5 separate regions of the Mus musculus genome follow, and regions 2, 3, 4 and 5 are each linked to region 1. Evidence: chromatin contacts called from public Hi-C and promoter capture Hi-C data. All regions are on one chromosome and are shown on one strand. Each heading gives the region's core, a stretch centred on a gene start, on an enhancer-like site or on the middle of the called end of the contact. The rest is flanking DNA. Distances are from core to core; before and after follow the strand shown.

Region 1 (5,000 bases), core at 957-3,456:
TTAGAAAGCTGAGATGCCCAACACAGGGGCAAAGGACGAAGGCTTGGCCCCAAGCCTGCTGCAGGCACCATTCACCCACAGGATGATGGAGCATGGTCCATTCATCCACAAACACCACAATCTCGCTTCCTGGAAACCCCAGGATGCCTCAAAAGACAGAATCTCTGGCCTGTTGGGACAGATTGGAGGAAAGCTACCAGAAAAGTGGAGGTATTGCTATCATTCTTAAAACACTGTGAGGGGCCATGACAGGAGTCCTCTGGACCATTTCAGAGTTTCAAAGAAGAGTCAAGTTCACCTAACTAAGGTGGAGGTGGAGGTCTAGGGGGCAGAGAGTCAAGTAGAGGTCATCAGCTTTTATTTAAAGAATCTAGACCGCAAAGAAGCAATCGCAGCCCTTCTCACTGAGGGGGGATGAAGGTACAGAGTCTTTGGCCTCACCCCAATGTTCTAGGATGGTACAAGGGGGACTTCAAGGAGTAAAACTGTGTTCCAGCCGGGCGTGGTGGCCCACACCTTTAATCCTAGCACTTGGGAGGCAGAGGCAGGCGATTTTCTGAATTCAAGGCCAGCCTGGTCTACAGAGTGAGTTCCAGGACAGCCAGGGCTACACAGAGAAACTCTTTCTCAAAAAAACCAAATAAAAAACAAAAAAAACTCCTGCGTTCCAGATCATAGTTTACATATCTCCATCTCAAAGTTCTGTTTCCCAAGAGAAAACCACTATGTAAATGGTGTAGATTTGGGGTGAGTAAATGGTGAGAAAGAGGGGTACACTTTTTTTTTTTTTTTTTTTTTGGTTTTTCAGGACAGGGCTTCTCTGTGTAGCCCTGGCTGTCCTGGAACTCACTCTGTAGATCAGGCTGGCCTTAAACTCAGAAATCCGCCTGCCTCTGCCTCCCGAGCACTGGGATTAAAGGCGTACGCCACCACGCCCAGCTGCACTTTTTTTTTTAAATGATTTTTTGAAACAGGATTTCTCTGTGGAGCCCTGGCTGTCCAGGAACTCACTTTGTAGACCATGTTGGCTTTAAACTCACAGAGATTTGCCTCCCTCTGTCTCCAGACCCCTGGGATTAAAGGTGTGCCACCATGCCTGGTGAGGACGACACCTTTTAATCAGATCCTCTAGAATAACCCTAAGGGTCCCAGTGGGGAGGGAAGGACCATGTCACAAGGCAGGCAGAAAAACGGGGGGGGGGGGGGCAAGTCTGAATCTTATGGGTGGGAAGATGCTTGAGGGGGACTGAGGAACTCCAATAACTCTGGAGGGACAAGTGTGCTGGAACCTTGACAGGGAGACAGAGCAGAACTGGATGTAGGCTAAGCCAAGCTGTACTTCAAGAGGGTTTAATGGGGACTCAAGTCAGGTCAGAGCCCTGGTACCTTAATGCAGAAATGGGGGAACAAGTCTAAACAATGTTCCCCTGGACTCAGTCAAGGTGTCCTGTGAGGATCAATCTGAGGAACACATAACAAGGAGGTGGTGGGTCCAGTATGCCAGGCAGCAGAGAAACTCTACAAGGCGATTCACAGGTTAGAGATGGGTTAGAGTGAGACAGGATCACTGGAGGCTGAAGTGAAGAGGTACCCCAGAGCTGACAAGTGGGGAGCGGGACTCGAGGGCTGAGTCTCTAAAATGAACTTGGGCACTTATAGTTGGCCTGAGTCTGGAGTCAGAAGGTGTCAGTCTGAGCCCCGAGAATCAGAGGACTTGTGGCAATCCCTGTAGACCTTCCCCATGCAGGCCTGTGGGGGAGGAAAGAGGGGGGGCACCCGGACCTGAGTCCTACTCGTTGCCTTGGAAACCTGATGGCGAAGTCACTTTGCATTCCTTCGGCTTCCCAGACCACAGAAGGACCCCCAGTTATGTCCCAACAGAGCTAACCCAAAGGAGAGGACAGTGCCTGCACCGGGAAAGCTGTGTAGCCACACTGTGGGAACCCCTGCTAGGGTCAGTAGAGAAGTGACAGTAGACGGCGGGGACACCCCAGGAGGGAGCTGGCGACCCCGCCCCCGGTCTCCCCGCCCCCCGCCCGCAGGTTCAGCCCGCGTCCCAGTCGCACCCTCGCCGCCCGCGCCGCCACACCCCGCCCTCCCAGCTCCCTGCGAGGAGCGGTCCGTACTCCGCCACCCGCCTGTCCCGGCCGGAGCCACTCTCGCTCACTCACTTTGGCCTCCACCAGCTCTGCCGCCATCTTGGCCACTAGCGTCCCCCGCGCCGGGAGGCCCCAGCCGTCGCGTCACGTGAGGGCCCTCGACTAAAGGGCGGAGCCTGCGCGAGAGCCAGTAAAAGCGAGTGCTGGCTCCTTCCTCCACGCCCCCGCGTCTGAGAGGCGGGAGGATGCATCACGCGCACGCGCCTACAGGAACCCCGCCCGAGGATCTGACCAATCACAACGGACAATTGCCAAATCCCGCCCCCCACGGTTATTTTTCAAGGCGCTGGCCGCTACCACGCCCACTCTGGGGAGGAGTCTGCTGCTTAAAGAAATAGCAGCACTTCCCGCCGCCTCATTTCTCTTGCTTTAGAGAACCGCTAAATTTTTGTGTTTATTTAGTGTGTACATATGTGAAAGTCACAAAACAGTCTAGGAAATTAGGTTTTCTCCTTCCACTGTGTAGGTAGCAGGGATGAACCAGCTAGTGCCTGAACCATATACCCTTTGCCCTGCTCCCTCTCTTACTGGCCCCACCTTTTCTGTAGAGTACAGGCCGAACCCCCTGCCTCGTTTTCAAATTGGCTTGCGGTGGCAACAGTTGTGGGTTTTTAAAAATTGTTTTTGTTTTTTGAGACAGGTTCACCATGTAGCCCTGGCTCTGTGGAACTCGCTTTGTAGACCAGACTGGCCTCAAACTCACTGAAATCCTCCTGCCCCTGCTTCCGGAGAACTGAGATTAAAGATGAACATAACCAAGCCCTGCGTAGCCTTGCTTCTTTAGGGCACAGAAGCCCCTCTAGCTGCATTTTTCCTTCTTTATTTGTTGGCTCAAGGCTACGCCCACTTTTCTGTGGTCTGTTTTATTTATATACTGGGGGAGACACGCAATTTTTGATCGTCCAAAGACAATCTAAGGGGTTTGTATATTTCCACAATATGGATTCAGGGAATCGAACTCAGGTCATCAGGTTTAGAGACTAACGCGAATAGGTGTGGGTGCGCGCGTTCCAAGCCCCCTAGGTGGACATCAGAGGACAATTTGCTGGAATTGCTTTCTCCTTTAACCAGGTGTCACAAAATGAGTTCTGTGGATCGAACTCCTAATAGACTTCTGGGCGATCACCATTTCAGGGGCCCTCCTTGGCTTTCTAACTACCCACAAGCCCCACCCAACCCCCAAATTTTCGAAGCTTGCACTGGGGCCACGCTCACTTCTAGCCCCGCTCTGGGTTTTTAAGCGAGAACGGCACCGCCCCTTGCTTCCGTTTCATTGGGAGGACTGGACCGCGCCCACGTGGGGAGGGTGGTCTTAAAGGTGTATGTGCTTCCTGCTCTGGTGCATTTTATGGCTCATGTTTACGGTTGCATTTTGATGAAGAGAAGGGTTGGGGATGAACAGAATGCGGCCGGGCAGGTGTCCCTGTTCCCTTCGAGCGGCAGCTGGCAGGTGTAGGGCTCGCATGGCCCTGTAGTGATGGGGTGTGAGCCTAGTCGGCCCTGTGCAGTGCACATCTGGGTCGTCTTGCGTGTGTGTGTGTGTGTGTGTGTGTGTGTGTGTGGTGTGTGTGTGTGTGTGTGTGTGGTGTGTGTGTGTGTGTGTGTGTGTGTGTGTGTGTGGTGGGGTGTGAGCCCAGTTGGCCCGGTGCAGTGCACATCCGGGTCGTCTTTCGTGTGTGTGTGTGTGTGTGTGTGTGTGTGTGTGTGTGGTGTGTGTGTGTGTGTGGTGTGTGTGTGTGTGTGTGTGTGTGGTGGGGTGTGAGCCTAGTTGGCCCGGTGCAGTGCACATCCGGGTCGTCTTTCGTGTGTGTGTGTGTGTGTGTGTGGTGTGTGTGTGTGTGTGTGTGTGTGTGTGGTGGGGTGTGAGCCTAGTTGGCCCGGTGCAGTGCACATCCGGGTCGTCTTTCGTGTGTGTGTGTGTGTGTGTGTGTGTGTGTGTGTGTGTGTGTGTGTGTTAGCATTCTGGTCGATTCTCTGCAAGCCACTCGATCCTTACTCTTGTTCTAACTAAATTAAAAAGAGAGAGAGAGAGCTCTTCCAAGCTTGACTTCTATCGCAAGCCCCCTGTGGCTTCCTAGTACCCACAAGAAGTAGAGTAAAAAGTGTTTTCTTTTGAGAACCGGTCTCATGAAGCTCAGGCTCACCTGGTATTCCCCTCTGTAACTAACCCCACTGTAGCTTCTATTTCTCAAGTGCTGGCGTGACAGGCACGGCTCACCACACCTTATTCTGTGATGCTGAGGATTAAAGAAGGGTTCTCTGTACGATAGGCAAGCACTTCACCAATCGAGCCCCCGCCCCTTTTGTACTCTTGTTCGATATTTATTTATTTATTTATTTATTTATTTATTTTTGGTTTTTCGAGACAGGGTTTCTCTGTAGCCCTGGCTGTCCTGGAGCTCACTTTGTGGACCAGGCTGGCCTCAAACTCAAAAATCTGCCTGCCTCTGCCTCCCAAGTGCTGGGATTAATGGCGTGTGCCACCACCGCCCGGCCGATTTTTTTTTTTTTTTTTTTTTTAGATTTATTTATTTTAGCCAGCCAGTGGTGGCACACAGCACTTGGGAGGCAGAGGCAGGCAGATTTCTGAGTTCAAGGTCAGCCTGGTCTACAGAGTGAGTTCTAGAACACCCAAGGCTACACAGAGAAAACCTGTCTCAAAAAACAAAAACAAAAAAAATTATTTATTTTATGTGTATGTATGTTTTTTCTCTATGTTTATTTGTGCATCGTGCCTACAGAGCTCAGACCCTCTCTGGAACTGGCTGCAGATGATTGTAAATCACCATGTGGGTGTTGGAAACTGATCCTGGGTCTTGTGCAAGAGTGCTCTTACCACTG
Region 2 (5,000 bases), core at 1,101-3,600, 1.3 Mb before region 1:
CTGTTAAACAGATTCACTGTACAGGGAGGGAACATAGCTAAAGGGGAGCTTCAGGGTCAGGGGCGCTCAGGGATGGCAGGTACTGACAGGTATCCCACAGCAATTGGCAGTGAGCACGGGAGCTGCACACTTGTGGTTCCATCCACCTACCCCTAGGTCCCCCAGTGGTACGCTCACCTTCTCCACATGCAGGGCCAGCTTTACACCGTTGTGCAGCCAGGACAGGGCCACGATGGGGTCCCCCTCCACCTGGCTGCCCACCGAGCTCTCCCAGCTGTTGGCCAGGTGGTCAGCCATGCTCCAGCATTTGATCTGTCCATCAGCATCAGCAGACAGTAGCCGGGACCCTGCGACCAGAGAGCTGTGTCAGGGGCCTTCCCCCCACTCTGGACTCCCAGCGGGTGGTGGCTGTCGCCAGGCTCTGGACTGAGAGCACACCCCCTGGCCTCACCTGACTGGTCCCACTCCAGGCAGGTGATGGCCTCGCTGTGGCCAGAGCTGACAGAGTGCACTTCCCAGGGGTGTTCCGTGTCTAGGATATGGATCATGTGTGTCAGATCTGCAGTGGAAAAAGAACACTGAGGTCAGTGTAGCTCGAAGTGCCTGTGTCCCCACCCACAGTGCACCTCTCCTATAAGCTCCGCCATGCTGCTAGTCCCTGGACAGGGCATCCTGTGCAGCCACATGTCTTAACATTGTTGGAAGATGGTGAGCAGTGTATGTATGTCTCTTCTCCCACCTTGCTTTCCCTGGCCTCTCAAAACCCTCTAACTGGCATCAGAGTGTCTGGCTCTGCCACCACGAGCCTTCCAGATCTGAGGCACAGTGGAGCCACACCTGGCAAGCCCACCCACATGGTCTTGATCCCCAGGTCCTAGCCAGGTAAGGAGAGCCAGCACTCACCCTGGTCATCATTGCGTAGGTCTGTGGTGAAGGCAATGAGGTTCCTGCAGGACCAGGCACAAGCCAGGGGCAGCGACGGGCAGTACGTGCTCTTGGCCCACTTCTCCCATTCGCACACATAGGCCAGGTCCATCATACCCACCGCACCCAGCACGGTCCCTGGCTCCTGGGGAAAAGGGAGGCAGTGCTCTATAGCAGCTCCCAGCTAAAGGGTGTCTAGAATGTTCTCCAGCGAGAGCCCTGCTATAAAATCCATGATGCCCCGCCTGGGGTCACTCCTCCCTAGGCAACCCAGATCAGCCTGAGCTCAGCCTACAAACGCTAAGCACCCTCCACACACACAACCGGGCCCACCCCTACCACTTCAGTCTGGGCCTCAGTCTACACTCTAGTTCAGTCTCCAAGCCTTGCCTGGGACCTAGTAGCTTAGACCCCGCAGCAGCCCATGCCACACAATACTCTCAACAAGTTAACATCCAAGGCTCAAATTCTGAGCCTTTTTTTGTTTTTTTTTTTTTGAGACAGGGTTTCTCTGTGTAGCCCTGGCTCTCCTGGAACTCACTCTGTAGACCAGGCTGGCCTCGAACTCTGAAATCCGCCTGCCTCTGCCTCCCAAGTGCTGGGATTAAAGGCGTGCGCCTGGCAAAAAGCCTGAGTCTTTTTTTTTTTCTTTTTGGTTTTTCGAGACAGGGTTTCTCTGTATAGCTCTGGCTGTCCTGGAACTCACGTTGTAGACCAGGCTGGCCTCGAACTCAGAAATCCGCAGCCTCTGCCTCCCAAATGCTGGGATTAAAGGCGTGAACCACCACACCCGGCTAAATCCTGAGTCTTAACACACACACCTCCACCACCTCCCGCCCAAGCTCGTTAAGCTCCACCCACATTGTCTAATCACCCTAGGCTCCGCCTCCAAACCAAACTGGTAAATTCAGCCTCAGTTTCTGCTCAGCTTGTGACTACTAGGTCACCTCTCTGCATCGATCTCAGATCTTTAGCACCCCCAACCCCGGCCCACCTTAGACTCCGCTCCCTAGGCCACATCCCTCTCTATCAGTCTTATTTCTTCAGACTCTGCCCCTCCATCCAACTTCTGAACTCAGGCCACGCCCCTCCCAGGGAGGCTCAGCCCCTCGGACCACGCCCCCTCCTCAACCCCGTCGCCTTAGGCTCCCCCTATTCACATCCCTCCCACAACGGCCTCTACCCAGCAAGCTTTGTTCCCAGGCCCGCCCTCTGACCCCGCAAGCCCCGCCCCTCGGCCTTCCGCTCGCGGTTTTAGCCTGAAACGCACCAGCCACGAGTCCCGTACCCCGCACGCCGTACTAACCTGTCCGCCCCGGGCGCCCAGTCGGCCCGGCGGCCGCGGTCCACACTCGCCCCAACGCCCGGGATCCGACGCCGCCATCTCTAGGCCCGCGCCGGCCCCCTCGCACAGACTTGTGGGAGAAGCTCGGCTACTCCCCTGCCCCGGTTAATTTGCATATAATATTTCCTAGTAACTATAGAGGCTTAATGTGCGATAAAAGACAGATAATCTGTTCTTTTTAATACTAGCTACATTTTACATGATAGGCTTGGATTTCTATAAGAGATACAAATACTAAATTATTATTTTAAAAAACAGCACAAAAGGAAACTCACCCTAACTGTAAAGTAATTGTGTGTTTTGAGACTATAAATATCCCTTGGAGAAAAGCCTTGTTTGTGCTCGCTTCGGCAGCACATATACTAAAATTGGAACGATACAGAGAAGATTAGCATGGCCCCTGCGCAAGGATGACACGCAAATTCGTGAAGCGTTCCATATTTTGTTCCTCAGAGGAACTGACAAGCACCCTAACATCCTATTGGAGGCTCACTCACGTTTTTTCTATTTTGTTTCTTGACAGCAGAGCTCGTTGCTCACTGTATAGCTCAGGTTGGCCTGACACTGATGAGGTTCTCCAGTGACTGCCTCTACCTACCTACTGGGATGACAGAGGTGTACCACCAAGCCACGGGCTCCTGTGTGAGTGTGTGTGTGTGTGTATAAGTGTGCCTTCCACAGTGCACGTAAGAGGACAAGGAGTTGGTTCTTGCTCTCAGATCATCAAGCTTGGCGGCAAGCACCTTAACGTGCTTAACCATTTTGCTGGCCCTCAAGTGACTGTTGTTTGAGGCAGGGTCTCACTGTATGGCCCTGGCTATGTAGACTAGCTGGCCTTGAACTCACAGAGATCCATCAGCCTCTGGCTCCTGAGTGCTAGGATTCAGAGGTGTCCAACAATGAGACCTGTCTACCACATGGCCCAGGCTGGCCTCAAAATCACTTGTCACTGGTCACCATGTGGTTTAAATGGTGCTGGGGATGGAACCCAGGGCTTTGAGCATGCTAACCAATTGCTTTCCCCATCGAACCCCAACCTGGCACCTCATCTTTAAGCATTTTACATGTTGTAAAATGAACTAATGTTATAGAGACTTTGAGGTTCCCCCGTGTCCAGCTTGCTAGCTCGTGCCCTCAGTGATCTCCCAGTCTCACCCACCCCCACCAAACCTAAAGACAAACACGGGGACAGGACTCGAGCACCAAGGCTTTATTAAAATCGTCCCTTTCCCCCAAGCTCAAAGAATCACACAGAAGGGGAAGGGAAGGAGGGCCAGGCCTGCTGAACATATAAGACCTCTGCAGTGACCACAGCTATGCTGAGCAGCAGAGGGGACAGGGGAGGGGACAGGGAACACAAGGTCAGAGGCTTCTGGCTGGAAGTCCTGGACCCCTGGCATAAGGAGAGGGGAGAAGGAGGAGGAGAGGACAGTCTGAAAGGCAGGCAGGGCCTAGGGAGCTGGGGACAAGATACACACATCACCAAAAAAAAAAAAAAAAAAAAGCATAAAATGAGCCCTTGAGACAATGCTTGTCCAGGTTCATGGCACATGGCGTGCATACATGTGCGCCACACACACACACACAGACAGACAGACAGACAGACAGACAGACACACACACACACACACACACACACACAAGAAAGTGTCCTGGGGAGGTCTGCAGAGTCCTAGAGAGAGGACCAGCCACCCTCATCAGAGCTGAAACATGGAGGGTCAGGCAGGGGTCACAACAGAGCCCACTACCGGCTGGCGCTAGGTGTTTTGGTTGTGCCTCCCCACTTCAAAAGAGAAATTAAAAGAAATCTACCCCAAAACATGCCAAGTTCATTAAAACTGATTAGGAGAGGAAAAAAGGTAACAGTCTGCTACTCCTTGCCTGAGCTTCTGTCTCAAAGAAAGCTAAACAGACAAAACACAGGGAAACGCCCCGGGCAGGTCTCCCCACCCAAATACAAGTACCAGGGTGGACAGCTATAGGGCCCCATTAGGTCTCCCTACCCAAATACAAGTACCAGGGTGGGGAGCTACAAGGCCTCCCTGTGTGATCTGGGACATGAAGGGGCAAGGGCAAGGGGATTCCTGAAGGGAAGGGGTGGCATTCAAATTCTGAAAGCGTGGAAGATCTTATTAGCAGACAGAGGTCTGGGCCGGGCGAGGCAGCTGGCAGGGGTTCTGCCATCATTGCTGGTCCAGGTAGGCAGACAACAGAAGCTCTGGAGGCAGGAAATCCAGGTGGCGGTTGCTGACTTTCATCTGCCTCCGGCCCTCCAGGTCAGCACCTGCGGACAAACCATCGCGGACTGGAGGAGCTGGGCCAGAGGTCCAGTGTGTGGAGGGCTCCCTAGCATGCAAGAGCCCTGGAGGTTGGAGGGATCAGGAATTCAAGACCGACCTTGACTATACATATAATGCAATGGAGGCCAGCCTGGACTACACCAGTGACCCTGCCTAAACAATTAAAGAAACCAGATGAGGGTGGTCTGGCTAGCCATGAGCTGTGAGTCTGTCTAGAGGCTTCCCACTCGATTCAGACCAGAGCTGAATTCAGAGAGAAACCTCCCCCACACATCCTCTCCCAATTCTCAGGTGTGTGAGAATACAGTGGAGGCTGCATCCTCCCACAGAGGGAACAGAAGAATCAAGTCCAAGGGTTGCCATAGAAACCATCAATGCAGCAACTCTAAGCAGGAAGCAGAGACAGGTACTAGGAAAAGAAGAAGGGGGGGG
Region 3 (5,000 bases), core at 660-3,159, 1.2 Mb before region 1:
GACTGGAGTCGAACTCACAGAGAACCTCAAGAGTGCTGGGTGGGACTAAAGACGTGCCACCACCACCCAGCTACATGGAATGTTAAATTCCATTCATTTTCGATCTCAGGACAGAGTTCTAATACACTAAGCTGCTAGAAATCCAGAATCTTGGGATCTGGGGTGTTTGGGGTTTTGTTTCTGGGATTGTAAGTCACAAAGCAGCAGGGCCAGGGTTTGAATGTGGCACACAGTCCTCTCGGCATGGAATAGTTTTCCTTATTTGTTCTTATTTCTCAACCACTTCAAAGCTCAGAAAGCTCTTCTGAGCTCAGGGGCGGGACAGAAGGAGGGAGTGGCTGGCCTTGCTGCTGGGCGGGAGCAGAGATGTGGCTATACTTCACAGCATACACAGTGTTTTGTTCAAATTTCAGCCCCTGTTAAGAAAATGAGGGAAGTTGGACTCATCTACTCATTTTTTTTTTTTTTGAGTGCCTGTCTGCGCACGACGCGCATGCAGTGCCTACAGCGGCCAGATGGGGGCGTCGGGTCCCCTGAAGCTGGAGTCACAGAAGGCTGTGAACACTGGGGGTGTGTGTGAGGGCTGTGTATGTGGATACAGGTGCGCTGCAGATGGAGAAGAAAGGAGGCGAGGAGGGTGGGCTGGGGAGATGGCTCAGGTCTGGGGAAATAGCTGCTCTTGCAGAGAACCTGGTTGTGGCACCTGCAGTTGCTGTCTCAGTGCTCAGCACAGTGGCCTGGATGCCCTGATACCCTGCTAAGCCTGTGTGCACCCCACACAGCATGGCCGCTCTTGACAAGTGCTTTCTTTAACTATTCCAAAAAGGTCTTCAGTGTCCCGACACCTGGGGCTTCCTGCCTGGTCACAGGAACCTGTGTTGTCCACAGTTTGGGACCATCTGGAGTCCGGTGCTCCACTGTACAAATTCAAAAACTCCAGCAGAGCCCAGAGAGGAAGGATTTGTCTAAATCACAGAAACCCAGAGAGGTGGGAAGAAAGCCACCCTTTAGAAGTATCCAACCACTGGGCGTGGTGGCGCACGCCTTTAATCCCAGCACTTGGGAGGCAGAGGCAGGTGAATTTCTGAGTTCGAGGCCAGCCTGATCTACAGAGTGAGTTCCAGAGAAATCCTGTCTCGAAAAAACTATGCTTCCGTCCTATGGCCAAGGCCTCTCTGTCAAGCCCTGAGACTCCCAGCATCTGTCTGCCTGTGTTCCGTGGGGCAGGACCAGCCCCTCAGGAATCAACTTGATCCATCTACAGACTCAGGTTGAGCTCAGGCACTTACTGAAAGGATATCATCCTCAGCCACTCCACCCTCACACAGTCAGCCAGCAACCCTCAGCCCTTCTGGGAGCCCCACCCCGACCTCCAACCGATCGCCTTCTCCCACCCTCCATATTTTGCACTTGGTGTTCTAGCAGAAAGCCTTTTCCCTTTGGACTGAAAAACTCATCCATCAGTGCTCCAGCTCCCGAGGCCTCCTTCTCTGAGAAGCTCCCCTCGAGAATCCTGTCTATGCCGCCCCTGCCCCTTCCCACTGAGATGTTTGGAGAGGGAGCAAGATTCTGGTAAGTGCCGGTAGTGGCAGAGAAGGTTTCTAGCCAGATTTTAGGATTTAGGGTCCCACCGAACAGTTTTCTGTCTCTCACTATGATACAGGAGGAGTAAACTGACTTCTGGCCCAGGTCGGAAGCCCACGCCCTTCGCTGCCTCAGTTTCCCGCAACTACAAACGGGACGGCGGGCCCCTCCTGATCGGCCGGGATGCTAGGGTGGCTCCGGCGGGCGGGGGTCCCGGCGGCCGAGGGGGGCTCAGGAAGTCGCGGCCACAGGAATTCGGCGCTTCCACGCCTTATAAGGACATTTGCTCTGCCAGCCAATCGGCGGCGGGGGCGGCGCTCAGCCCCGTCCCGGGCCGTCCGCCCGCAGCCCGACCCTCTGCCGGTCCCGCTGGTCCTCCTGTCCCGCTCCGGGGTCCCGCGCCATGAGCTCCACGCAGTTCAACAAGGGCCCGTCCTACGGGCTCTCGGCCGAGGTCAAGAACCGGGTGAGTGGGTTGCGGGGCTTGCCAGCCTCGAACGCACGACCAATGGGAGCGGGGCTCGCCAGCCTCGAACGCGCGACCGATGCATGAGCCGGGACAGCTGGGCTTTGCTTTACCCTGATATCCGGAGGGTCTGGGGTGCTGTGGGAAGCTGTGGCGTCTGGGAGGCTGGGGACCCATTTTATCCGCATCCTGAATGTCACCTCCAGCCCCGCCCCTGGACCTCTCAGTCCCCGGCGCCCCGGGCTTCCTGCACTCTGTGCCCCTTGCAGGATGTAAGAAAGTTAAGGTCCGGGAGAGAGAAAGCGAGCACACGAGCGATCCGGGCGTCTGAGAGTGCCCCCTGAGGCCCCATCTTCATTACCTGTCGAAACTTCCGTTTCATCTAAGCCACTTAAGTTGGGGACAGGGAAGGGGGCGGGGCCGGTGGCCTTCTTAACAGGGTGTGGTCCGTTCCAGGACTCCCACACACACCTGGGAAAGGGCTCACTGAGAGGAACCGCAAATGCAGGAGAACACTGAAGTCACCAGTTTCGGAGGGACATCTGGGGAGCCATACAGCAAGGTGTCCTGAGCTGATGAGGGAGACACTGATCCCAGACTTAGGGGGCTCAGGCCTGACATCCTGAAACCTTCTAGATAGATCCGCCAACCACACGCACACACCTGGCACCTGGGAATGCAAGTTTCACAGTCAGCTAAAGCCAAGCAACCTGCCTAGGCACGCTGAAGCTACCAGTCGGACCCACCTCCGACTGGCACCTGCCAGGTCCCTACAAGTGACACGAGAGGCATACCTACCTCATGCCACCCATGTGCTATCCTCAGCCTGCTAGAGACAAGTTGCTATTTCACTTCCCACCCTGGGCTCAGAGAGGTTGCTCTAGCTCCCCAGAGACACACAGCATTCTGACGACCCTGCCCAATTCTTCCTGGACAGACTGGACATCTCCCTGGAACAGAGAAAGTGAAAGAAAGAGTCAGGACAGCCCTAAGGATAGAGTTTTAGGAGCTGGGTGGGGCCAGGGACAGGTCAGCACTTGCTCAGGGGATGAGCTCTCAGATCCCCTCCAACTGTGGAGCTGGGAAGTGGACCCCCCCCCCCCAGTAGCCTGCAGGGGTCACAGAAGGGTTGCATCGTCCACTGGGAGGGGGGATCCGGAGACTTTTCTGCCTGACCTATGTGCCTCAGTTTACCCCCCTAGCTGGCCCATATCCCGTGGGACTTTGTTCGGTCCAGTTGAGGAGCCTGGCCACTGGGGAACAGCTGGTCTTGATTTAGACCCGGGAGGCCACCGCATTCCTGGTAGTTTGTGGCCTGCGGGCAGGAATGCGCTGAAGGGCAGTGGGGAGGGAGGTGGCCGCAGCGGGCGGGACTGAGCCCCTGCCCTCCTCCTTGGTCCTCAGAGTGGCTAGGGACGTGGCACAGCTGGACCAGGCATGCTTGGCGTCCCTGGCCGACCCCTGTTCCCCTCTGGGCTGTCCTTGCTTTTTCCTGTGGGAACAGCTGCCCCGACTGCCCCTGCACCCAGCTAATCCCACTTCGAAGGATTTTAAAAGACAGGAAGGGGAGAGGGAGCGCCTGACAGCGAACTCTTACACAAACCAGTCCATATAGGAAACTGCCGGGCATGGTGGCGCACGCCTTTAATCCCAGCACTCGGGAGGCAGAGGCAGGCAGTTTTCTGAGTCGTAGGCTAGTGGTCTACAAAGTGAGCTCCAGGACAGCCAGGGCTACACAGAGAAACCCTGTCTCGAAAAACCGGGGGGGGGGGGGCCGGGGGACTGGCGGATGGAGAGATGGATGGGAGCACTGATTGCCCTTTTGAAGGACCCAGCAGCACTGTGACTCCAAAATCTCACACCCTCACACAGACACATAAAGTAAAGATTAAAAAAAAAAAAAAAAGAATACTGCACTCCTTTAATCCTGTGTGAATCTCTGACCTGGTCTATATAGAGAGTGAGAGCAGAGAACCCCCCCCCAAAAAAAAAGAAAGAAAGAAAGAAAGAAAGAAAGAAAGAAAAAATGAAAGGAAGGAAAGAAAGAGATGGGGAAACTGAGGCCAGGAGAGTTGAGTTTTTTTTTCACTGCCCACACAGGGCAGCTCTCCTGCTGCCTTGAGAACATGAGAGAAATCTGTAGAGGGAGCGCCCGCCGGGGGGCTCCCAGCGTGGTGCGGCTCCCAGCGCGGCGCATCGGTGGGAAGTTGAGTATGTAGGTCGGGCCTCCTCGGAGGTCGGCCAGCTGGAATACTGCTCAGCCACGAAAAAGAACAGGCCTCTACAAGTGTCAGTAGTGAACCTTCTGGATGCAAAGCCCTCTGCCTATAGGAAGTGCTCAGACACTGTGAGGATGGACTGGCGCTGGACCACCAGCTGAGCTGGTGCTGAGTGCTGGTGCTGGTGCTGACTTAACACAGCCTGTTGCTTTCATCCCCAGCACACCAAGGTGACACGTGTCATCCTGCTCTAGGGAGGTGGCGGCAGGAGGTGGCGGCAGGAGGTGGCCTGGGCTTTCAGACACCCTTCTTGCCCCGCTGTCTCTGGCCTCATCTACGAGGCCACTCCCACGGGGGCGTGTCTGCTTCTCACCTCAGTCCTAGCTCTTTGCTCTTCCAGCTCCTGTCCAAATATGACCCCCAAAAGGAAGCAGAACTCCGAAGCTGGATAGAGGGACTCACGGGCCTCTCCATTGGCCCTGACTTCCAGAAGGGTCTGAAAGATGGGGTTATCCTATGCACGTGAGTGTTTATCAGCGCACAAGGGCATCGCCCCTGAGCGCTCCTCAATGCATGGCTGCTGTATGTTGTATGTTTCTGGTTTTTTTTTTTTTTCTTGTCTTATTGCATGATCTCTCTTTTATTGTTCATTCTCTTTGCTCACTGTGTTGTCTTTTTAAATTGTATTATTTAGGGTCTACTTCATTTTTATTTGTGTCTGTTTTTCCTGC
Region 4 (5,000 bases), core at 973-3,472, 1.1 Mb before region 1:
AGTTTCTCTGCTTGCAAGGGAAGACTAGAACATCAAGGCAGCCATGATGGGGCTGCCAGGGGGCTCAGCTATCACTGCAGAAGCTGCAGGGTATGCAGGAACTGCGGCCCCCCTGGAACGGGGGTGGGGGCTCTCAGCAGCTCTGGGGTTTGGGGGATATGGTACTGTCAGCTTAGACAGCCTCAAGGAGAAACTGACTGACCAAGAGATGGACCCTGTGTCTACATGAGGCTAGCCTTGTCTCCTCAGGCAGAGCGCAGGAGCAGACCCAGGCCACCTAGTTTGCAAATTGCTGGATAAACACAGGTATATTTACATTATGACTCATAATAGTAGCAAAATTAGTTATGAATTAGCAATGAAGATTTTATGGTTGGAGGTCACAATGTGAAGTGTACTAAGGGGTCCCAGCATCAGGAAGGCTGAGAACCAATGCCCTCCATAGTTGTCCCGGAAGTCATTGTATAGACCAGGCTGGCCTCGACTGCCTGCCTCTGCCTCTCAAACACTGGGCTTACAGGCATATGCTACCATGCCCATCCCCGCACCCCCCAATTCTCACACTAAAAACCAGGTCCCGGGGCCACAAAGCATTAGGTATTAAAAGAGGCAAGCTGTCTGGGGAGACTGAATGTAGCTGCACAGGGAGGTCCTGGGCTCCCCAATAGCCTTCACTCCCACAAGACACCTGCGCTGCTGGCAGAAGCTGTAGAATACAGCACACAGGGGGTGTGGGGGTGGCATAGCTGGCCCTGGGACTCCCAGGCAGAAGCTATAGAATACAGCATATAGGAGCCAGGGGGTGGAGGGCTGAGAGCTGGTTCTGGGGCTTATGGGATGAAAACGACACCAGCAAAAGGGAGGCTTCCCAGGGGAGACAGGGACAAAAGCAGGCAGCTGCCACAATCTTACAGGCAGCGTTAGGCCAGAGTGGGACATGCATTCACTGGCACCTGAGCCAGGGCCTGGAGGAGACCACTCCTGCCAGCCCAAGGGCCTCACCTGGGAAGAACACAAACATCTGGTCTGTGGGGTCATCGTTGTGGGCCACCAGCACCGTGAGGTCTGTGCGCCTTGGCCGTCCTTCGCTGGGCTTGTCCCCAAACTGCGCCTTGAATTCCTCAAGTGTCTGGTCCAGTTCATCCTGGGTCACCAGGTAGCCACGGTCATGACACAGCTGCAGAGACAAGAGGCAAAGAGGCAGTCAGCCTGAGCACTTAGCTCGCAGACCTGACCCTGAATGGCCGAGGCTGGGGACTAACACTGAACTGATCCAGCAGTACCCAAACTCTGTATAGGCTCAGACCACAGCGGCCCGGCCAAGCCTCTCCTCCCCCCAACCTCAGTGGAGCAGGCTGGGATTAATCCCCTGGCAACTGTAGGCAACCTTCTGAATACAGGCACCTTCCTGTCCCCAGTCTTGAGTGTTCCTGATGAGGGAGACTAGAGCATCATCCAGGATCAGGGCTGAGGAACAGGCATGAGGTGGCCCTGGGCTCCACCAACACAGCATAAGTCAAAACTATGCATACCTCTTTATCTAATAATGGTGTCTCATGTGTTCAACTCAAAACAACCAAGAATTTTTTCTTTTATTCCCTTTTTCTTTTTCAAGACAGGGTTTCTCTGCGTGACTTTGTCTATTCTGGAAATCACTATGTAGATGAGGCTGACTTCTAATTTAAAGAGATTCGCTTGCTTCTGCCTCCAGAGTGCTGGGATTAAAGGCGTGTACCATCATACCGGCTTGTTCTGTTTTTAAAAATACTGTTTTTTCATCCTATGTGTGTCTGGAGTCCCCAGAGATCAGGACAGGGCGTCAGATCCCCTGGAACTGGGGTTACAGATGGTTGATAGCTTTCGTGTGGGCGGCTACCTAGCTCGCATAAAACCAAGTGTGACCACGCAGCAGCCCCCTCTCCCGAAACGGAGCCCACCCAGGCCTTTTCCCCTGAGGCAGAGTTAGGAGGTGGAAGCAGTAGGATTTCTAAGAGTTGAAGCCAGCGTGGGTGGGCTCCACACTTTAAACGGGGATGCATTCCAATCCAGGAGGATTGGCCCCTGCGGGAGGCGGGCCTCGGCGGACAACCCGCAGTTAGTCCGCAACTGAACGCTCGCTCGCATAAAGCTCCTCACGCTTGATCACCTGCATGATCGTCTTGCGGATCTTCCACAGCCGGTAGGTCTCCTCCTCGTCGTCCATGCTGTCGCGCTTCCCAAACAACTGTGCACGCGCGCTCGTGGAGCTGCCAGCACGGAGCCTGCGCCGGACGCACAAAATGCCCCCCGCCCCCCGGCAGTGCGCCTGCGCCAAGGGCTGGGAAGGCCCCCGCCCAGGTTCGTGCTGTCTAAGGTGAACGCCGGAATAAACCTACTTTCCACGACAGGCTGCGCGTTGGGCAGCCCCAGCCTTCACCGGGGCGGTGTCGCGCGTCGGGAAGATCTCGCGATACTTGACCTGATAACAGTTTTATTTCCCTCCCTTAGGCGTCTCCCGGGCTGTAGTCCACGCCTTTAATCCCCGTCCTCGGCAAGCAGATCTGTGAGTTCGAGGCCAGCCTGCTCTATAGCCAGGTCTACAGAGAAAACCCTGTCTCGAAAGAAAGCAAGAGACCAGTGATGAACAGCCAGGTTCATGTGCCTCAATTTCCCTTTTTATACAAGTTTTTATTAGTGTATCTGCACTTTACATGAGAAATCGGATGCAAGCACCCACATGAGGTGGCCCCCAGCCATTTGTAACTCCAGCTCCAGAGAGTCTGATGCCTCTGGCCTCCAAGGGCCACACTTACAGGTCTATACCCACATGCAGACACACAGATAAACATAGTTAAACGACTAAAAATCTAAAATGAAAACAATCGATGTGCGGGCATACACACAATGAACAAACAAGTGTGTATATGGTGGGCTAACTCGTGAAAAGTTTGAGAAGGTGGTGAGAAAATGAATCCTAGGGAAAGGGATTCCAGGGCTAAACCCTTCCAACTATACAATGGGAGTTCACAGGAACGCCCCTTTCTCCTTTTCTTTCTTTCTTATTTGTTTATTTATTTATTTATTTATTTATTACATGAAAGTACACTGTAGCTGTCTTCAGACACTCCAGAAGAGGGAGTCAGATCTCATTATGGGTGGTTATGAGCCACCATGTGGTTGCTGGGATTTGAACTTCGGACCTTCAGAAAAGCAGTCGGGTGCTCTTACCCACTGAGCCATCTCACCAGCCCTCTCCTTTTCTTTGGGGGAGTGTGCTGACTTGAAATTTGGTATAGAGACCAGGTCTCAACAGCGCAGAGAATGGCCTGCCTCTGCCTCTCAGTGTTGGGATTAAAGGCGTGTGCCACCAAGACTGGCAAGGTCTGTCCTTGGAAGTCCAGATGCCTCCATTCTGTCCTGATGTGCGTCTGACAGCTCATCTACAGATCATCACCAGTTCCTGCCTGAGAACTTAGGCTGATCCCAACTGGGAAAGACAAGTTTTTGCCAAGTACACTGAGCCCACCATCTACCCTGTAGACCAAGGGGCTTAGGCTGCTACAGTTGGCCAAAGAAGCCATGAGTGTGCAAAGGAAGGGGACATGGGCAAAGACGTTTCTTGGAGAAGAGAGCATTGCCTGGGCCTGGGAGTGGTGGCCGATGCATTTGATTCTGGAGGCCAAGTGGGTAGATTTCTGTGAGCGCTGTGCTGAACACCCCCCACCCCCAGCAGGGGAGCCCCTGACTTCCACTTTCAGGGGGGACATGACCCTCTCATTATTGGTGGTAGTGAACAGTCAGAGCCTAAGTATGTGTACTTGGGACCTTAGGAGCTTCCCAGTGGCCATGTGGATAAGTGTCACTGAGGGTGTCCTCCAGCCCTTGCATGTAGGAGCCCCTCCTCCCACCTCCTCTGTGCCTGGGATCCTGCCCCTTGTTGTGACTGGTGAGACTGGGGTCTCCCTGGCCCCTTTCCTGGGACCCTCTCAGCCAGTCCCCCAGCCCATCTCCAGCTGACTGCAGAAGCCTCTCTACCAGGGACCCCACAGCAACCACACTGGCCTAGGATCCACAGAGGGCAGCAACCAAATAACTGAGCAGATGCTTAGATCCCGGTGTGAAGGCCCCGAGACCTTAGCACGGCTGATGGAAGAGCCATACACTGTAAAACTCAGCTGAAACAGCACCAGCTGCCAAGACAAAAACATAGGCCGGGGACTGGTGAGATGGCTCAGTGGGTAAGAGCACCCGACTGTTCTTCCGAAGGTCCAGAGTTCAAATCCCAGCAACCACATGGTGGCTCACAGCCATCTGTAACAAGATCTGACGCCCTCTTCTGGAGTGTCTGAAGACAGCTACAGTGTACTTACATATAATTAATAAATAAATAAATCTTTAAAAAACAAAAAACAAAAACACAGGCCTTAGTCATCAAAGCCCATAGCTCTGGGAAAGTCTCTAAATATACTAACCTTGCTTTTTGACCTCTGTAGTTCTGCCTCTGGATACATGTTCTTGCTAGGGCTGGAGAAATGGCTCAGTGGTTAAGAGCACTGACTGCTCTTCCAGAGGTCCTGAGTTCAATTCCCAGCAACCACATGGTGGCTCACAACCATCCGTAATGAAATCTGATGCTCTCTTCTGGTGTGTCTGAAGATAGCAACAGTGTTCCCACATACATGAAATAAATCTTTAAAAAAAAAAAAGTTCTAGCCAGGCAGCGGTGGCACACACCTTTAATCCCAGCACTTGGGAGGCAGAGGCAGGTGGATTTCTGAGTTCAAGGCCAGCCTGGTCTACAGAGTGAGTTCCAGGACAGCCAGGGCTACACAGAGAAACCCTGTCTCCAAAAAAAAAAAAACAAAAAACAAAAAAACTTTTTGCTAGTGAAGTGTGTCAACCCAAAACATGGCTTTTGTGCATAAAAGCTCCTCCTGAGAAAGGCTCAGTGCTACACTGGGATTCCGAATACCCAGGGGTCCTTGCTGGCTGGAAAACAAAGACTTTCTCCTGGCTTCTCT
Region 5 (5,000 bases), core at 1,768-4,267, 1.0 Mb before region 1:
CTGTGCAGTTACTAGCTGAAGAAGCTGTGACACTGGACATGCTGGACCTGGGGGTGAGCAGTGGATGGGAAACTAAGGCAGGGCAGGGCAGGGCAAGTGCTGCTCACAGGAGTGTGCTTTCCTGCTTCCGGCCCTGCCTGTCCCTCACACTGGCCCACTCCTCTGCAGGCAGCCCGGGCCAACCTGGAGAAGGCGCAGTCAGAACTGTCAGGTGCGGCGGACGAGGCAGCACGGGCTGAGATCCAGATCCGTATTGAGGCCAATGAAGCCCTAGTGAAGGCCCTGGAGTAGGTGGTACCTACTGTCTGACACCCACGGGGAAACTGAGCCAGGTCCAGGCCGATGAGAAGTTCCCAGTGGGCTGAAGTGGCCACCAGGGGTCAGCAGTGCTCCAGTTGCTGGGCTTAAAGCTTCCTGGTGCCTGTCTGCCAGGTCATGGAGGATTCCCCAATCTGGCATCCCCACGATGCCTCTGGAGAGATGGCCTTGATTGCCCCTCAAAGCCACCTGAACCGTCGTCAACTTACCCAGCCTGTCTCCATTAAACACCAGGAACCAACTGAGTGTTCTGTTTCTAACTGCACAGCACAAAGCTAGGGCTCTCTTCAACCCTGCCTGGGGTTCCTGTGTCTGGCTGGGCCCCCAGAGGCAATCGGCGACTCTGGGTAGGAAACATGGTGGCTGGTTGTTGGGGTGCTGCCTGCTGGAATGGGTGGGATGGGCAAGCGTTGAGGGCAGGGCATGAAGTAATGGGTGTGACTAGTGCTGCTGGCCAGGCAAAGCGCCCTGACCACCAGCCAGGCCCCCCTGTCCCACCCCACAGGCTCTGGGAAGAATCGGGAACCACCTGCTCCCACAGAGGCTCCGCCCTAGGCACACCCAACCTGTGGGTGGCCCTAGCCTGGCTGGCTGCCTTCCCAGTCCCAGTTGGCACCTCCTTAGGCACTTAGGCCCCTAGCTGCCCCTGGGTGGGGTGGGGAGGCCTGGTAGGGGGTGGCCTTGGCACCACCCCATACCTTTGTACAACCACCCCTCCCCTTCCCACCCCACCCCCATGGCCAGGTATTATGCTGGCTTGCCCTCCTTTTATATAACCCACTTCAGCAGCCTGAGTAGAGTGCCATGGGGGGATAGGGGGAGCAGGGAGGCTTTGAGGGTGGTGAGTAGGTCTGAGCCTGCCATCACTGGGTCATCTGAAACACCTGGACAGTGACCAGGCGGGCTAGAGCCTGAGTGAGGCCTGTCGCACTGTATCAGGGCCCTGTGTGGGTGACTCCCTATGGCCACATGTGCCTGATCTGGGCATGAGTGTGCTAGAACCCTTCCCTTCCGACACTTGCAGCCTGGGGGTATTCCAAGATAAGTCACAACATGGTCATCTAGAGCCCCACGTTCCCAGCTCAGTGGTGTGTGGGCCACAGAGGTCACTGAGGTCATCGGGCTGGACAGATGTCAACAGGAGGCCCTCAGAGCAGCCTGGCCTGGCCTAGTATACCTTGTAGTGTGAATCCTTCATATCTTCCCCACCAGAACTCAGGGAGATATCTCCTATGAGGAGGTGTGAGCTTTGGAGCCTGGCCTCAGGACAGGACAGCCTGTGCTGGCTGGGCTGTGTCCTGGGACAGCAGAGCAGTAGGGCGGGACTGAGAACCTGGAGGTTGGGACCTTCCTGGAGGGCAGGGCCTGGACAGATTACTGAGTCTTGGGCTTCATGCTAAGGACAAAGGACCACACAGGAAGAAGAGACAGGAAGCAGGCAGTCTGGGCACCCTGCATTTATTACAGTGGCTTTCAGTCTGAATGGTGTCAGAGCCAGCCCACCTCACCTATCCCTTCCCTGAGGTCCCTCCAGAGGCAAACCCTGCCTCTGACCTCCACACTGCGCAGCTTCAGTTTGTACTTCTGAACAAACTCCTGCTCATCCCTCAAAGTCTCTGGGCCTCCAAGTGTTCTCTGGCCTGACCATGACCCTGGGAGACTGGGAGTGTCTGGCACGCCTGTCTGCTTGGGGGCCCAGCATGCCTGTCCAGAATGATCAGCCAGAGAGGAAGGTGACCTAGGAAGGAACTGGCCTGGGAGGGGCACCCAGGGTGGTGGTGGTGCTCAGACCAGATAAGTGCAAGAGACCGCATACGTGGACAGGAGATGGAAGGTTAGGGAAGTGATGGAGGGTCTGGCCACGCTCAAATGACAAAGGGCTGGCTCCTTGGTCCATAGGTGGGTGAGTGAGTATCCACCCCAAAGGCCAGGGCCAGGGCCAGTATGTGCCGATGCATCTGTGCTGTGAGAACAGATCACACATGCCAGGCTGCAGAAGGCCTTCCTTTGCTTGTCTGGTACTTTGTAATTAACCCAGAGGGGCCTGGAGATACAGACACATTCAGCCAAGCCCACTGATGACCTGAGCTGACTTCTGGGACCCATATGCTGGAGTGAGAACCAACTATGCTATGGTGTAGGGTGCATTAGGGACTGGGCTACTCAGAGGTCACACAGGTGACTGGCCTAGGCAAGGCCAGGGATGGATGAATCGTCACAGAAATGGCCTCTGAGGTCATCGTTAAAGGATGAGGAGGCTAGGCAGCTGTCAGGGGCACCTACTGCCTAGCAGGTGACACTACCCTGTTTTCCTGGACCTAGGCTGCTGACTAAGGAACCCCTTCCCGTTCCGCCCCCCCCTTCCACACGCGGGCGCCCCCAGGCGGAAGCACCAGGCCAACAGGAAAGGGGGCGGAGCAGGGAAGCAGGCCAAACACCCCCCCAATCCTAATGTGAGGTGAACCCCAGTACATGGGGAGGTAGGAGTTACCCAGGTCGGTGACACCCCTGAGGCACTGCTCTGTGGGTGCTGCGAAGCCCTAGGGCCGGTGTCCCTGTCCAGGCCAGCAGGCGGTGGGGTGGGGTGGGGGGGTTAGGGAATGCGTCACCATTGCCCGGCCCCCCGCCCCTTGCCCGCCCAAACTCCACCCCAGGGAAGGCGGCGCGGATAAAGGCTCAGGGGCCGCCCGCCCGGCCCCAGACCGGCACGGCCACCTCTTGCCAGGACCCATACGCAGGTCATCTGGAGCAGTGGTGACCCAGGACCTACGGAGCCGGTGAGTAGGGGCGGGACCGCACGAAACGGAGAGGGGCCCCCACCCGCCGTAAACTTCTCAGGCTGTCCCACTCTTTGTTCTTTGAATCGTCCGCACCTAGTGTGCCTCAGGACCCGGAGCCCTCCAACTTGTGGGGTGGGAGGGGCTGCGCACTATGGGCACCGCCCTGGCGGGACTGCAGCTCACGCCCCCCAACCCCCCCCCCCCCCCCGCACTCAGCCAGTGACCTTGAACTGTTTGTAGACTCAGTTTCCCTTTATGTGCGGTCTTAAGTCTTCTCTGCATTGCTAAGTATAAAGGTTCTCAACGGACCCTCCCCACATGCAGACCCCCAATTCTTGGCGCACCCCTTCCCCAGCCAAGACGCACGGCACTCCTCCCCCGGGACTCGGGCAGCGCTCCCGGGCGGGGACTGCAGAGGGCGCGCCGGGGCTGCTGACTCACCGCTGCCCGAAGCGGGGCGCGCGCGGGCGCAGCCGGGGACGCCGCATCACGTCACGGCTTGGGCGGGCACACCTCGGGAAACGGGCCGACCCGGGATTGGGAGGGGGGGAAGTCAGAAAAAAAAAAACTGAGGGTGAGTTAGGTTAGGACGCGAAGTGGCACTGGTTCGGGAGGGACGGATCTAATCAAAGCCACGTCACCGAGCTGCAGGGCCCTGCCCAAGCTGTGGGTTCCGCCCAAGTTCTCCAATATCATTGCATCCACCCACCCACGGGGGCGGAAGACAGCCCTGTCCTTGAGAGGCCAGCTCGCGACCCTTGACCATGAGGCTCAGGGCTCAAGCGACAGCTTCCGCAGGCTGTAGCTTCCCGGACAGACCCAGCGGGGAGGCGCCACGATTTCCTGTTCCTTATTCGGGAACAATGGCCGGCTCCTAGCCTTTTCTCCCGACCGCTCCCGTTGCGGACTGAAGGGGTTAGGCTCGCGCAGAGGGGCGGGGAGGGGGGGTGCTAAGTCCTAAAACTCGGGTCCGCTACCCTCAGGGCCCGCCCGCCCTTTGTTAAGGTCTTTGGGCCTTATGAATGGCTCTGGGAGCGGGTGGGGGGTCGCGGGGGCTGGTCAGGATCGGCCTCAGCCCAACCCTCTTGGCATCTCCATTGGACGCAGAAGGGACGGGGCGGAGAGAAAGGGAGGGTCTCGCTGCCACGTGGGGTAGCCCCGCGGCGATTCTCATTGGCCCGGTAGCGCGACGGACTGGGCGGTCTGTGTGTTTTGATTGGCCGCCGCCAGGCCGGCGGAGTAAGTAGTGAATGGGAGGGGGCGGTGGTCCCGCCCATTGGAACGTTGATACATGATAACTTTTTTTTTTCTTCGTACTTTCACCCCCAGATCTTGCGAGCGGCGGCTGCGGCTGTTGCTAAGGGAAGGGACGCGCGGGGTAGCACGACCCGAGAGGGATCCAGGCACCGTGCGAACCAGGATAGCTTGCCCCGTTTCTCTAGGACCCTCCCCGTGCCGTACCCAGGTCGCTGTCATCCGCCCTTGAAAACGGATCACAGACCCCACCCCGGGGCGCAACCCAAGGATCCCACACGACCCCGGAGCACCACTCGGATTCTTGATTGCCGGCTCAATTCCTAACGTTGGGACCTTCCCCAAGGGGCGCACGCACTGCTCCTGTCCCTGGGCGCCCGCGGAGCGGAGGAGGACCTTGTTTCGGCGGGGGAGTCCCGGCTAGGATTGGAGGCGACCCGCAGGCCCCCAGTTCTCCAGCGCGCGCCGGGGATGGAGCCGCAGCCCGGCGGTGCCCGGAGCTGCCGGCGCGGGGCCCCCGGCGGCGCCTGCGAGCTGAACACGGCCACGGAGTCGGCCGCACCCATGAGCCTGGCGATCCACAGCACTACGGGGACCCGCTACGACCTGTCGGTGCCCCACGACGAGACCGTGGAAGGGCTGCGCAAA

The links. Promoter capture Hi-C pulls out the DNA fragments that hold promoters and counts their contacts. Hi-C and Micro-C count contacts between places; a contact is called where the count stands out from the background. Capture Hi-C pulls out chosen DNA fragments and counts their contacts.
Region 2: a contact with region 1 is called in a promoter capture Hi-C map of pre-B cells, with 4 times the contacts expected there. The contact joins the promoter of Med16 here to the promoter of Pias4 in region 1. A contact is called at or near these places in 3 of 39 promoter capture datasets (cranial neural crest, liver and pre-B cells), 2 of 484 Hi-C or Micro-C datasets (B cells and CD4 T cells), 2 of 115 datasets of contacts at active chromatin or transcription factors (astrocytes and pancreatic cancer cells) and 2 of 9 other capture datasets (adipose tissue and liver).
Region 3: a contact with region 1 is called in a promoter capture Hi-C map of liver, with 8 times the contacts expected there. The contact joins the promoter of Cnn2 here to the promoter of Pias4 in region 1. A contact is called at or near these places in 6 of 39 promoter capture datasets (the C10 cell line, cranial neural crest, hippocampal neurons and 2 more), 3 of 484 Hi-C or Micro-C datasets (B cells, forebrain and muscle stem cells), 4 of 115 datasets of contacts at active chromatin or transcription factors (Th17 cells, astrocytes, pancreatic cancer cells and 1 more) and 3 of 9 other capture datasets (adipose tissue, liver and pancreatic islet).
Region 4: a Hi-C map of CD8 T cells shows a contact between it and region 1, with 3 times the contacts expected there. The contact joins the promoter of Polr2e here to the promoter of Pias4 in region 1. A contact is called at or near these places in 2 of 39 promoter capture datasets (cranial neural crest and pre-B cells), 1 of 484 Hi-C or Micro-C datasets (CD8 T cells), 2 of 115 datasets of contacts at active chromatin or transcription factors (astrocytes and pancreatic cancer cells) and 1 of 9 other capture datasets (liver).
Region 5: a contact with region 1 is called in a promoter capture Hi-C map of liver, with 4 times the contacts expected there. The contact joins the promoter of Midn here to the promoter of Pias4 in region 1. A contact is called at or near these places in 5 of 39 promoter capture datasets (the C10 cell line, hippocampal neurons, liver and 1 more), 5 of 484 Hi-C or Micro-C datasets (B cells, CD8 T cells, muscle stem cells and 2 more), 12 of 115 datasets of contacts at active chromatin or transcription factors (astrocytes, cardiomyocytes, embryonic forebrain and 8 more) and 4 of 9 other capture datasets (adipose tissue, liver, macrophages and 1 more).

What each region holds. Positions count from the first base shown.
Region 1 is chr10:81,165,514-81,170,513 of GRCm38.p6, forward strand. Pias4 (protein inhibitor of activated STAT 4) reads right to left here and starts at 2,207. Exons shown (of 11, transcript NM_021501.4): 1 at 2,172-2,207. The coding sequence starts at 2,198.
Region 2 is chr10:79,906,588-79,911,587 of GRCm38.p6, forward strand. Med16 (mediator complex subunit 16) reads right to left here and starts at 2,351. Exons shown (of 15, transcript NM_198107.2): 1 at 2,231-2,351; 2 at 904-1,069; 3 at 452-559; 4 at 178-347. The coding sequence starts at 2,308. R3hdm4 (R3H domain containing 4) reads right to left here. Exons shown (of 8, transcript NM_177994.5): 8 at 3,465-4,552. The coding sequence ends at 4,452. Gm24019 (a small nuclear RNA gene) reads left to right here and starts at 2,608; the gene lies at 2,608-2,714.
Region 3 is chr10:79,986,691-79,991,690 of GRCm38.p6, forward strand. It overlaps Cnn2 (calponin 2), which reads left to right and starts at 1,910. Exons shown (of 7, transcript NM_007725.2): 1 at 1,910-2,050; 2 at 4,670-4,791. The coding sequence starts at 1,988.
Region 4 is chr10:80,037,437-80,042,436 of GRCm38.p6, forward strand. It overlaps Polr2e (polymerase (RNA) II (DNA directed) polypeptide E), which reads right to left and starts at 2,223. Exons shown (of 7, transcript NM_025554.2): 1 at 2,147-2,223; 2 at 1,003-1,177. The coding sequence starts at 2,203.
Region 5 is chr10:80,145,255-80,150,254 of GRCm38.p6, forward strand. It overlaps Midn (midnolin), which reads left to right and starts at 3,018. Exons shown (of 9, transcript NM_021565.2): 1 at 3,018-3,095; 2 at 4,428-5,000. The coding sequence starts at 4,824. It overlaps Atp5d (ATP synthase, H+ transporting, mitochondrial F1 complex, delta subunit), which reads left to right. Exons shown (of 4, transcript NM_025313.2): 3 at 1-53; 4 at 169-564. The coding sequence ends at 291.